Linked DNA regions of Mus musculus: region 2 is linked to region 1. The links are chromatin contacts, called in public promoter capture Hi-C maps. All regions are on one chromosome and are shown on one strand. The core of a region is the stretch at or near the end of the contact, and the rest is flanking DNA. Distances in the headings are between cores, read along the strand shown.

The links. Promoter capture Hi-C pulls out the DNA fragments that hold promoters and counts their contacts.
Region 2: a contact with region 1 is called in a promoter capture Hi-C map of macrophages, with 5 read pairs. The contact joins the promoter of Nme1 here to the enhancer-like site in region 1. A contact is called at or near these places in 4 of 39 promoter capture datasets (the C10 cell line, liver, macrophages and 1 more), 1 of 115 datasets of contacts at active chromatin or transcription factors (embryonic stem cells) and 4 of 9 other capture datasets (adipose tissue, embryonic stem cells, liver and 1 more).

The regions. Positions count from the first base shown.
Region 1 is chr11:93,860,731-93,864,597 of GRCm38.p6, forward strand. It overlaps Utp18 (UTP18 small subunit processome component), which reads right to left. Exons shown (of 14, transcript NM_001013375.1): 12 at 1,229-1,371; 13 at 64-107. The coding sequence ends at 83. Among named protein-coding and RNA genes, the nearest start is that of Utp18, 23 kb to the right of the region's middle. Within about 2 kb of position 2,116, at least 20 of the 459 cell types and tissues checked have an H3K27ac peak or open chromatin away from gene starts, as enhancers often do. A contact at or near this core is called in adipose tissue and macrophages, where this site is marked.
Region 2 is chr11:93,966,663-93,970,596 of GRCm38.p6, forward strand. Nme1 (NME/NM23 nucleoside diphosphate kinase 1) reads right to left here and starts at 1,610. Exons shown (of 5, transcript NM_008704.3): 1 at 1,559-1,610. Gm35198 (a long non-coding RNA gene) reads left to right here and starts at 1,843. Exons shown (of 3, transcript XR_388959.3): 1 at 1,843-1,999.

The DNA of each region.
Region 1 (3,867 bases), core at 866-3,365:
CAAATGACATCAATGGCACACCCTAAACCCCATGGTACTTATTTTAAAAGAGAATTTTCTTACTTCAAAAAAAAAAAAATCTTCAGAAGTCTGAGTAATGATGCAACCTGAAAAGGCAAAAGAGAACTATTTAGCCACAGAGTTAGTTAAATCTGATCATGGAGCAGCACTTAGAAAGATGACGGTAGGGGTTGGGGGGTAATTCCAGCTATTCTCAACAAGCAGATGTGTTTAGATGCTTACATCATAAACTGCTATGACTGACAAAGTACCTCATCAGCCACACACTAACTCCAAGTGCTTGCTGTCAATCCAAATCCCCAGCACAGCAAGACAGTTTCACTCTAGAGCACAATGTGAAAACCACAATGCTCTGGGGCTTAAAGAGCATCAAAGCAGCTCTCACAGAGCTCTTTTAGGAAAATCTGTGCTTGCTCCCAAACTAATCTGACAAAATTACCCTGGTATAACTCATTCTCATTTCATAATAGGTAGCAATTTAACCCACAGTCTGCTGTATTTTCATTCCATTACTATCTTTTAAACCAATTTCTGCTCCTCCTTTCCTTCAGCCTGCAGCACTCCCCGGAGCATGCACAGAGACCCAGGGTTGTGTGCAGCAGTCACACCCAGCACAAGGGAAAGGGACTGTCATTCAGGGCAGGCTCCCACTCAAAGTTTCAGTTCTCCTTGAAGAGTCACCGTTCACCATATTCTAGCAATGGTGCAATTAAATCTTGCTTATGCCTGTTTTAAAGATAAGTATTTGGGTAAAGAAGAGAAACAGAGATAGATGACCTAACTTTTGGATCTTTTTGTGACTAACATCCTTATTTATAGCTTATAGCTCCATGGACAGAAACATCCTTTTTTTTCCCCTCCCTTTAAATTCACTTAAATCCAGAAGATTAAAAAGTGACTGTCAACTCAGCAAGTCAATCTCTCAAACTACCAAAAAAAAATAACAGTATTGTTAAAGTGGCTACTTTTCCTTGATTAGCATTCTAAAAAAAAAAAAAATCAAAGCTTACTGGGGAAAAACACTAGTTATACAACACACACACACATTTGTGGGAGAATTATGCAGTTAGATAATGATAGACAGGCTTGAACATGCAATAAATTAAAAGATTAAATTCTTTATATAACTATAAAATTGAGACTATTCTCTTCACACTTTAAAGAGCAGTTTATTAGAGATCTGACTTTAAATATAAATAATACTTACCTATACATCAGGGCCCTGCCCTTTTCATTCCCTAAGGCAAAGTATCCACCTCTGGGAGAAAAATCCATGGTTTGAACACGAGAAAGAGTACTCTTTTTAAAAACTGGAAAGTTAGAAAATACTGTACAGGAAGGAAGATGAACCTGCAGGAGATCAAAAAATGCCTTAAATTACAAAAACTAGGAACTTATCCTTTCCCAAATTTTTTCACTCTATCTTGATTAAAAAAAAAAAAAAAAAAAAAAAAAAAAAAAGAGGTCACTTGACTATGGCATACATGAAAGCACTGCTCCACAAATATGGCCAAACTGCCCATAACTAGATTTGTGTGTACACATGCACATGTTCAAGTTCGTGTGTGTGAGTATAAGTGAGCAGTTTGCATGGAGGTCGGTGTCAGTCCTCGCCTCCTACCGTGTTGGAGACAGAAGCTCTCACACCAGAGTCTCCTGCCTCCACTTCCCATCTCACACTGAGTCTGCAATGGGCTCTGGGGATTTGATTCAGGGCTTCACACTTGAATGGCAAAGACTTTACCTACCATGTCATCTCTAACTTTGTTTCCTTAAATTTTTCATCACTGTGAAACTTCTGGTTTTGGTTTGTTAACATTTGACAGCACTCTACATTTTCTATTTTATGGTCATTGGGAATTTGTCAGTGGTCTTCAATCCATTTTAAATATTCTTCTACATTTTTCAGTTTGGTGTAACTATTACAACAGCTAGCTTCTCTCTCTCTCAGTGGTACTAGGTAGAGTCTAAGTCCTCAAGAATAAGCTGTTCAGTAAAATCCCTAAATAAAACTAGCAGAGACATCCACAGCACAGAGGCACAAATAACAACATAGAAGTATGACCATGAGGAAAGACAGCAACATGACTCAGACTGAAAGACTGACAGCTGCTCTAGGCCTCTTCAACTCAACATACCAAACGGGGAAGCCATCCCTAGTCTGAAAGAGATTTCAGAAGCTTACTAGGCAAAAACTGATCAGAGAGCCAGCCAGGCACAGTAGAGCATGCCTTTAACTGCAGGAGACAGAGGCAGGCAGATCTCCTTGAGTTTGAAGCCAGACTGATATTGTTAGTTCCAGGCCAGCCATGGGTACATGGTAAGATGCTGTGAAAAAATATCAAGAATAGAGAACAAGGCTGACAAAACACTATATTCAAACACCAATGAAGAAAAATAAGTACAAGAACTCAGATACAATCCCATAATCAGCCACAAAACCCAGACACTATTGCATATGCCAGCAAGAGTTTGCTGAAGGGATTCTGATATAGCTGTCTCGTGTGAGACTATGCCAGTGCCTGGCAAACACAGAAGTGGATGCTCACAGTCAGCTATTGGATGGACCGCAGGGCCCCCAATGGAGAAGCTAGAGAAAGCACCCAAGGAGCTGAAGGGGTCTGCAACTGTATAGGTGGAACAACAAACTAACCAGTACCCTCCAGAGCTCCTGTCTCTAGCTGCATATGTAGCAGAAGATGGCCTAGTTGGCCATCATTGGGAAGAGAGTCAGGCCCTTTGGTACTGCAAACTTTATATGCCCCAGTACAGGAGAACGCCAGGGCCAAGAAGTGGGAGTGGGTGGGTAGGGGAGCAGGGCAGGGGGAGGGTATAGGAAACTTTCGGAATAACATTTGAAATGTAAATAAAGAAAATATCTAAAACAAAACAAAACAAACAAACAACCTCAGATACAGGGGCTAGAGAGCTGGTTCAACAGTAAAAAGCACTGGCTGCTCTTTCAGAGGACTGGGGTTCAGCTCTCAGCATCAACATGGGTGGCTCATTACAATCAGTAACTCCAATTCCTAGGGATCTGACAGTCTCTGCTGACCCTCATGAACACCAGGCATGCAGATGGAACACATATGCAGGCAAAACACACATATAATTTTTTAAGGCATTAAAATATGATCAAGAGGGCAAATGTAAGCCAGGCATGGTGGTGTATGCCTTAATCCCAGCACTCAGGAGGGAAAGGCAAGAGACCTCTGGGAGTTTGAGGCCAGGCTGGTCTACAGAGCAAGTTACAGAACAGCCTGGGCCACACACACACACACACACACACACACACGCACACACACACAAAAACCTTGTCTGGAAAAAACAAAAACAAACAAAATAGAAAAGGAAAGGACAGAGGCAAACCTAAAAACTAAGGGAAGGAGAAAGAATCAAACTCAGCACAAGGAATCTATCCAATAGACATGAGGCAGGAAGAGTACAAGCTGAGAAGATAGGATTCCCGGTAGGGAAGTGAGACCAATGAAGGTAATGAGGGTGTGATTAGGATCATTAGTATAAATGTAGGAAATTGTGATCTGAAAAAAAATACTACACACAAAGGAAGAAAAAAGTCTCAATCATGAGAGCCCAGAAAAGAATATATTTGAGAAAAACAGGTGAATAAAAGAAATCAAGAGAAGGAACCCACCCGTCACATCCAACATACGAAGCCAGCAAATCAGTTACATTAATGAGAGAAAAAACAAAGAACAACCCCAATCAAATAACAAGTCACAACAATTAGTAAGTGGCTCTGAGAATCATTTAACAAAAACTCACAACCAAATTCTATTATACCCCAAGGGCAACAGTGACAATGCACACTAGAAGTGTCCAACC
Region 2 (3,934 bases), core at 360-2,859, 110 kb after region 1:
GGAAAAAAAAAAAAAATCAGACCAGCCTGGGCAACATAAGAGCCTGACTCAAAAAGCAAAGCAAAGCATAAAAAAAGAAAAGAAGGAAGAAAGAAAGAAAAGCAAGAAAGAAAGAAAAGGAAAAAAGAAAAGAAGAAAATGGGAAAGCAAACAAACAATGACTATGTTCTATCATAGATTGGGGAGGGACTCAGAAGGCCCAAGGCCTTATCCCTGCCTTGGGAGCTATTGGCAATTATTGGCAATTAAGGGGGGGGGGGCACTCTTCACTGATGTAGCCATGGGTAAACTGTCCATGCCACAGCAAATAACTCCTCTATCCATCAAGCAAGCAACTCCAATTAAACTCATTCAAACACACACAAACACACACACAGAGAGAAAAAATATAAGACATGAAAGTAGGAGAGAACTTGTTGGAAGAATTCAGGCTAGATGAGAGAGTGTAAGGGGAGAGGGTGAAATGACTAAATATATCACATACATGTAGAAAATTGTCAGAGAATAAAAAGATAAAAACTTGAAAGTCCATTATGTAAGACTAGCAATTAACATTTATTAAATTACATATTATGGGGAAAGGGCAATGAGTATTGTAACTAACCAATGAACTGTGGATTATGAGAAAAACCACAGCCCAATACCTAACATGGGGCATCATCCAGGAAGAAGACACCTGGAGAACATCCATTCCAGAATGTTCCATTTCCAGGGTACACTGCCTCACAAGATGAAAGGAGACTCCACCTTGAAAGACGATACCTAAGAGGACAGCAACACCGGCTCCTGGCTCTGTCTTTCTAAACTTGGGTTCACCTCTAATTTTATACCCTAAGAATGAGGCCTGAGCCAGCTAGACGGCCTAGCAGACCTTGAGTTGTACTACAAGCATGTGTTGGGTCCCACGAACCCGCTCCACAAAATTACCTTCTGGGGTTCACATGTGAGCTAGGGCATGCATGAACCTTTGCATGATCATTTTTGTTCCTGACTTCCTGTCCCTCTCGCCTGCCCGGTCTGTAAGCCAGTCCACCTATCTTTGATACCAAACCACGGGGTCTCGCAGTCAATAGGAGCAAAGAGCAGGCCTTAAGTGGCAATCGCGCCCCCCATAAAGAGAAAGACAGAAGCCACAGACTAGCTGGAGAATGTCTGAAGGAAAGATTATTCAGAAATGGCTGAAACATCCTCTATGAAAGCCTCTGCATACCGATCTCTCTTTCTTTCTCTCTTCACTCACATTCACACACACAGAGAGTGTCATTCATTCATTCAGCAAGCACCACCCGAGTACCAACTCTGTGCCCAACAGCGGACTGGAAAGAGAATAAGGCATAGCCCTGCCGCGAGCCGGACAGGAACTGCGGCCACGGACAAAGGCGAGCCCACGTGGCGTATCAAGCTGACAGGTCTGTACCTGGCCACAGCCTGCCATCTCCCTGCCTGCCATCTCCCTAACACCCCGCGGAGAGTGCACCCTTTAGTGAACGCCCACCTCCCTCCCCATTCACCTAAACCCTCAACTTGTCTCCTTGACTCTCAACTTGACCCCTCTTACCCCTTCAGATGACAAGGCTTTACCGCCGGCTGCGACTGCCCGCACCGGAAACGCTCCCCGGCCTCACGTGGTTCCCCGCAGCTGCTCGCACGGAACCTTTTCGGACAGTTCCGATTCAGGGGAGCCCTTTTAGCGGTACACCGCCGGTCCCCGCTTCTTCTGGGGAGTCGGATGTCATTCTAGGGAGCACTCGCCCAGTGTTTAACTTCCGACACTGGGTGTGGTGTTTTGGATTTTTTTACCCCCCCTGTCTGGCGGCCATCTTCTGTTTCTCCCCTACGGCTGCCTGTGACTCACTTCCTCCGTTCCCGAGAAAATCTAGTTTTTCCCGACAGGTGGCGCTCACACTGCATGAAGTCACAACTAGAGCTTCAGTGGCCGTGTCATTCCACCTTCCCTTCATTCTGTCAAGCAACAAATGTACTGAATCCTATGTGCCGGGTAGGAACATTCTAGAGCCTAGGGTTGAAGTTTACTTGGGAGCTTACTAGTAGGGTTGAGAATTGCGACAATAAAGAGAAAATTGATAGTGAACACACAGTGCAAGTGCTGATAAGAAAGAACAGAGCAGGGGGAAAAAATTAAGGCTGAGAAATCTCTGCAGAAGTGATAATCAAAAGGACCTACATGAAGGGAGAAAGCCCGTTATTACCTGAGAGCCAAGAATTATAGTGAATACCTGATGGTAGGAAACGCGGGAGGAGGGTTTTATTATTGTTGTTATTATTGTATGTAGGGTCTCATTATGTAACTCTGACTTTTCTGGAACTCACTGTGTAGATCAGGCTGGCCATGACCTCGCAGAGACTCCCTCTTAGTCTGCCTCCCGAGTTCTGGGATTAAAGGCATAACCACATCCGGCATTATTTATTTGTTTGCTTATTAAGATGTATTTATTTTATGTATGAGTGCTCTATCTGCATGTATACCTGCAGGCCAGAAAAAGGCATCAGATCCCATTATAGATGATTGTGAGCCACTACGTGACTGCTGGGGATTAAACTCAGGACCTCTGGAAGAGTAGACAGTGCTCTTCATCATTGAGCCATCTCTCCAGCCTCTTATTATTTATTTACATGTACACGCGTATGTCAGTGTATGAAGTGGTCAGTTCCAATGGCGGTGGAGTTACAAACAGTTGCGAGTGATCTGATGTGAGTGCTAGGAACGGAACTTGGGTCCTCTGCAAGGACAGTGTGTGCTTCATAGCCACTGGACCAGCTTGCCAGCCCAGATGATGTGTTTGTTTGCTTGCTTGCTTTTTTTGTTTTGTTTTTTGTCTTTTGTTTTTAATGAAATGGAGGGACTGGGGTGTTGGTCAAATGAGAAGGGCCTTGCCTGATGAATTCACAGCACTGGGAAGGCTGAAGCAGGATCATCAAGACTTAGAGGCCACCAGGATGACATAGAGAGAATATGTCTCTCAAAAAAACAGGCAGGTTAAAGAGCTCTGTGATTTCAAGACAAGCCTGATCTATATAGTGAATTACAGGCTAGTCAGCACAACTTAGCAAAAGCTTATCTCAAGCAAAACAAAGCAAAACAAACAAACAAAAAAGAGTCAAACACACATAGTCTAATTATAAAATGGGCAAAAGACAAGAATAGACTTTTCACAGGCAGAATATGCAGGGGGTGTGGAGGAGGAAAAGAAAAGCTATTGTCTCTAGCTCGGTGGGTAGAATGTTTGCTTGGCATGCACAGAGCCTTAGGTTGAATCCCCAACTTTACTTAGATTGGGTGTAGTTTCACAGGCCTGTAATCCCAGCACATCCAAGGTAGGTCAAAAGTTCAAGGTCATCCTAAGCTACACAGTAAGTTTGAAGTCTGCCTAGACTATAAAAGACTGATTTGAGAAGAAAAAGGGGGGTGGGGGGGGCTGGCAAGATGGCCCAACAGGTAATAGCACTGACTGCTCTTCTAAAGTCCTGAGTTCAAATCCCAGCAACCACATTATGGCTCACAACCACCTGTAGTGAGATCTAATGAGTCAGCTACAGTGTATTTATGTATAATAATAAATAAATCTTTATGCCGGACTGAGCAAGCAGACTTGATTGGAGCGAGTGGGGCTACTGCAGTGAGGAGAGGTCTGAAAAATTCAATTCCCAACAACCACTTGAAGGCTCACAACCATCTGTACAGCTACAGTGTACTCACATCCCTAAAATAAATAAATAATTCTTTTTTAAAAAGAAGAAGAAAGGAAAAAAAAAAAAAAAACCAGACATGGTAGCTCATACCTATGATCCCAGAACCTTCAGGGCTGAAGAACAGATAACCTTGAATTCAAGGCCAGTTTTACTTATGTATGGGTTTCCAGACTATGCATGTGCGCACACGCACACACACACACATGTTTAACTTCATTAGCCA